Regions from separate parts of the Capsicum annuum genome. Here region 1 is linked to region 2. A link is a contact called in public Hi-C data. All regions are on one chromosome and are shown on one strand. The core of a region is the stretch at or near the end of the contact, and the rest is flanking DNA. Distances in the headings are between cores, read along the strand shown.

Region 1 (2,700 bases), core at 146-2,645, 110 kb before region 2:
AATGCTCTCCGACTCCGTCTTAGGAGGAGCCGGAGGCTGGCTATTTCCGGTGCTCGGCTCGCCAGAGATTGGAAATTTGGCAAACGAAAAACTATCATCCGACCAGCAAATGCTTTCGCGACGGAATGCATCCGTCGCAATGCGTTTACCCGTCTGCAACAACACCATTGCGTCTTCCATAAGACCCAAATGGCAACAAGCCTGACCAAGAACCAAGTACCTGAAATAAAATCACAAAAGTTGAACGTGTGTGAGTCCGAGTCAACTCATTCACCATAAATCCCAAGCTTGAACAAAGCAATTACAATAAATACTACCACATTTTTCAAGGAGTTATTAATACAAAAATGTCAGTACAAAGCAATTAAAGAAGCACAAACTAACAAACCAAATTTGACTTAAACGAAAATAAACAAATCAAAAGCTAGCTGTTATCGCGTAATTTAGAAGCCATTGTCCAAATCAATGTAACAGAAGAAAAAAGAAAAAGAAAATTACCTCCATTGCCCTTCTTTATCACAGTTCTTGCACAGTCCAGCCATAACTTTCTTCTTCAAATCGGAAACCGAAAAGCACTTGAACCCGGGCTCCTCTCTACCCGGTGATTCACTCCCCGACGAGAGAAGCTTCATTCGCTCCCTCGAAAACTGCGACGACGAATTCTCCGATGAACCAGAAGACGATGTCGACGATGATGTTTCATCGGAGGACATTTTCATACTGGGAATGTAGTCTTGTAGCATATCAGCAACATCCTTAAATCGTCGTAGGTAAAGCAAAGATCGAGCTTTCAACTCTAAAGCCAGCTCAAAACGAGGTAATAAAGCAAGTGCAGCGTCAAGAAGGCTAACTGCAGAAGCAATCTCGCTATGTTCTTGTGTGGCAATCAGAAACTTTGCGTCTTTTATATATTTATCAACAATCTGTTATAATCAAGAAATGATGAATCATCATTTACATTAAATTAGGCTACGAAGTAAAAAAGAAGAAAAAACAGAGAATATTTTTTTCGTTGATTACCTTTCTATTGCTAATCCACCAATGTTTCTTTTCAGCAGAAGAGATAGAATTAGGAGAGGCAGCCATGGTTGATGTATAATGATCAACCATTAAAATGCTCACTTCTTTGTTTAATAAAAGCTTGTCAAATACTCATTATATTTTTCCCCTCTTCCAAGTGAAGAGAGAGAGAATGGAGGGGGAAAGGGGAAGTGGAGATGTAAATAAGAGAAGAGGGGGGAAAAGGGGGGGCTTAATAGCTTAATAGAGAGTGCCAGCTTTGAGGTGAGCAGAGAGAAAGTATTGATCCTTCTGCTTCTTCGCTGGCAAACCACATACCCAACACCCCATATTCTCTCACTGACCCCCTACCCTCTACTACCTATTTCTGAGTTAATGTAATTTGCCCTTCACTTTTAATTTATTACATTTGACTTAACACAAATTCAAATTAATAACCATGGACAAAGGGGATAGTTAAACATTAACGGGAGATCTCGAGTTTCAAGGGAGTTCTAACCTCATATATGAAAATTTTGAAGAAAAAAAAAAAAGGTGCTCCCTCCGTCTTTTTTAATTGTGCATTCATTTTTCATAAACTAATTTGACTTATTTCAAATTTAAATTAAATTAATTTTTAAAAATTAAAATATTAATACTCAAAAATTACGTGAAAAGAACTATAAATAGTAATTTTTTTTAATTTGATTAAAAAATACTTTTTAAATATTGAACAAAGTTTTGTATCGTTTGACTCTAAAAATGAAAGAAAACAATTAAAAAGGAAAAGAGAGAGTAGAATGTACATAGATATGGAGATTTTATAGATATTACTTTTATCACGTGGAAGTGGAGAAACTATTTTTAAAAGAACCTAATTTCGAGTAAATCAAATTAAAGTAGATATGAAAATGAAAAATTACGGTAAAAAAAATATAGCAACTAATAACAGAAACAAGAACAACAATAAAATGATACGATAACCTCAAATCAATGTATTTTTGGGCATGAATTTATATTAATCGGACTCTATTGGGTAAGATAAAAATATTTAATTAGGAATTAAGTAAGGAGTTTAAATTTAAATATTTTTTAATTTAACTTCTTTTTACCTAACAAAAGTTATTACATAAAATATATGGGTTAAAATTATTTTCTTTCCCCAACTTTGTTTTAAAAATCAAACTCTCTCCTCAACTTTGAATAATAATCATACTCCCCCTTTATCATGATTGACTTTTTAAAATTCATGTTTTACCCTTTATCGTCAATTTTTTTATTCTTTTTTTTTAACTTCTTCAAAATCATCATATTTTTATTTTAAAAAAAAAATCATATAACAAATTTTTCATAAAAACATAAACATTATTCATATAACAAAATTTTCATAAAAACAAACATTATCTTCTAGAAAAAAAAGTAAGAAATATATAAGCTAATGATGATCTTTATGAAGTAAATTCGCATAATAAGAAAATTAGTTTTATTAATAATAATCAAAACTATAATATTTATTTTAACAAGTGAAAATAATAAGTACTACTAATGTTATAAATATATTTCAATGCAGAAAATACAAACAATAAATGAAAGAGATAAACCTTTAGTACCACCCCGAACTATGGTCAAAGTTGTTACGACACACTCCAACTTCACAGGGGTCCTATTATCCCCTAAACTCAAATTTAGCCTATTTTTATC
Region 2 (2,750 bases), core at 223-2,722:
AAAAAATGCTTAACTGGATCAAAATTCAGGGGGGGTTAGGGGCCTGATAGGTACAAGTTTTAGTTGATGGATCTAAGTGAATTTTTGAAATAAGTTTGAGGGTCTGTCAATGGCTTTAGCCATAATTTTTTGGAGTTGGAGTTGGAGTTGAAGTTATTGTTGTGTTTGGCCGTGATTATAAATTAGAGTTCTTTTTGAAATTTTGTGTGAGAAATAGGAGTGGGAAAAGTAAAAAAACAAGTAAAACTTGTTTTCACTTTTTCAAAAATAATTTTCATTAAAATAAAATAATTTTTATGGTCAAATACCACTATTTTTATTAAAGTAAAATAATTTTTTTTTTAAAAAAGTAAATAAATTTCATGACCAAACGCCTACTTGTGTTGCCACATCAGTAAATGCTTGGAAGTTGCTCCAACGTGTCGTAGTTCACATAAGCAGACCCACCCTAGACCTCCAGCTCATCCAAGGAGTTAGCACCATAAAACAAAAAGTAGCAGGACCATAGGCCTACAGCTATGCATATGATTAGCTCAATTATTACTTCATGTCGCTACTCACTAGTACAACCCTTCACCCTATGCTTATATACTATGAGGGTCCTGAGTCTGAAGTTTCATCAAAAAAATTTTAAATATGAATAGGTAAATATATGAAAAAATAAAAAAAAACTCAATATCTATTATATAGTTATATAAGTTCAATCACATATAAATAGTATAACTTTTTATAGAAGGAGGTTCAGAAGAAACCGTCGATCCTAGCTACCAGCTCAGTGCCCCATTAAAATATAATGGAGTTCATAATACTGAACACAAGTTTAACATTACGAGTTTAATTCCTGGTTACTGTTGTCTAAAACAGGGGTCCATTTCTGTTTGAAGTAATTAATGGTTGCAATTTGAATACAAACCCCCTAGTGGATTGTCGCTTTACTCTTTGTAGTTCTGCTTATCCAATTACATAATTGAGATAGAAGCCTTAGAACCAAAACATGTGAACTAACCTAACAACATTTAGTACTACTAACACATCACTTTGTTTTAACGGAATTATTTAATCAATCGGTCAGTTAAAATGGATTATTACTCTATTTTATAAATTGCTACAAAGAGTTACTCCTACTAGTTATTGATTAATTGTAGATCAAGTTAACTTGATATCATGTATAATACAAACTACTTTTTACATATGTTGGTTTAGGAGTAGCAACACTCGAAAAGGTGGTCTGAAAAGATAAACAAACGCCACACTGCAAAAATGTATTTATAGGACTTGAAAAGGCCATGTCCTTCCTCCCCCCGTTAAATTTTAGCTTTTGTCTCATGAAAGGCGTCGTTTTCTTAAGGCAAAGGTTACCTTTGTTTAGGTCATTCTTTTAAAAAACGGTGTCTTAGATTGAAAAATACGGTCTATGATCGTTAACCAAACATACCAATGCACAAAACAAGCTCCTCTGCGTCATTTGGAATGTAATTTTGTGGTGAAATTGTGTATCCTCCCTCTGAATGTCTGATAACTTTGAGCTTTGCTAGTATATAGGAGTATTTATTTGGCATTTTCTATATATGCATGTGGGACTTCCCAGTTCCCAGTCCCATCCATATTAGCCAAAAAATTGTTCTTATTTTGTAAAGAGAGAAAAAGGAATGTATGTTCCTTGAAGGGATAGGGTTAATATGTCCCTACGACCTTATAGGAGACGGACAATGTGTCCTCCAAAGTCAAAAAGAGGTCCTTCATTTAGGAATATTTGGCATGAAAATAGAAAGACATTTTTGTTTACTTTTTGGGACACCTTCAAATTAACTATCATGTGAGTCATTTTGTGTTCACCCATATAAATTTTTTAAAAAAGTTAGATGTTTTGCCAGCTACTTACTACTTTATTTATTATTTATTTGAGAAACTTGAAATGATGGCTTCATAATTGAGAAATTGCATATATTTTTTTTTTTGTACATTGTGGTGTTGTTTTATCAACTGGGGTCGTTATTTTTAAAAATCTCACTGTCTAATAATTCTCGTGATTTAATAGTATAAGCTGTGAGATGGTAGATAGTGTGTACTTATCCAAACAGTTGTAAGAACCACCTTCTTTTTAATTTGAATAGATATAGTACTATATATTTTATTAATCAGTTAAAAGTCCCCAATACGTATTTTAATTGATGACATCCATAGTTATAAGCTATCACAAGGTCTGACTAATTCCTTGCCAAACAAGTTACGCCAATCCACAACTTACATTTGTTAATTTGTTAACTAACAACTTGATTAATCTATGGAGAATCACAACGAGCATCAAAAATTAATATTTCCTAAAAATAATTCAAATATAATTTTGTATTCCTAAAGAACCAAAACTTGTTTCTTTTGCCAATTTTTTATTATAAAATTATAAAAATATAACTATATTTTTTCTATAATACTAAATTTTTATTTATCAAATAGCAATCTGTACAATATATGGTTCCAAATAAGAAAAGTGGTCCAATTAATGCCCAACTGGAGAATTGTAGGAGGAATAGAGGCATGTGATATGATGAGGTTACCAGTCACTCCAACTAATTTTAACTTATTGTATTATAATTATTAGATACTTATATAAAGGGAGATTTGGGGTATGGGACCAAAGTGTTTTTTTATACATATATTCATAACAATCTAAGTAATGAGAAGTCTTAAGAATTTTTAAAAAGGAATTATTATTGGAATATTGATGCGTCATATATCATGTGCCTTATTGA

The links. A called contact is a pair of places that touch in the nucleus more often than the background predicts.
Region 1: a contact with region 2 is called in a Hi-C map of leaf, with 4 times the contacts expected there. The contact joins the promoter of LOC107840975 here to the enhancer-like site in region 2. A contact is called at or near these places in 3 of 5 Hi-C or Micro-C datasets (leaf, pericarp and placenta).

Annotation. Positions count from the first base shown.
Region 1 is chr1:161,365,441-161,368,140 of UCD10Xv1.1, reverse strand. LOC107840975 reads right to left here and starts at 1,395. Exons shown (of 3, transcript XM_016684947.2): 1 at 1,021-1,395; 2 at 499-923; 3 at 1-220. The coding sequence starts at 1,110.
Region 2 is chr1:161,257,008-161,259,757 of UCD10Xv1.1, reverse strand. No RefSeq gene overlaps it. Among protein-coding and RNA genes, the nearest start is that of LOC107840978, 67 kb to the right of the region's middle. Within about 2 kb of position 1,472, at least 5 of the 5 cell types and tissues checked have an H3K27ac peak or open chromatin away from gene starts, as enhancers often do. A contact at or near this core is called in leaf and pericarp, where this site is marked.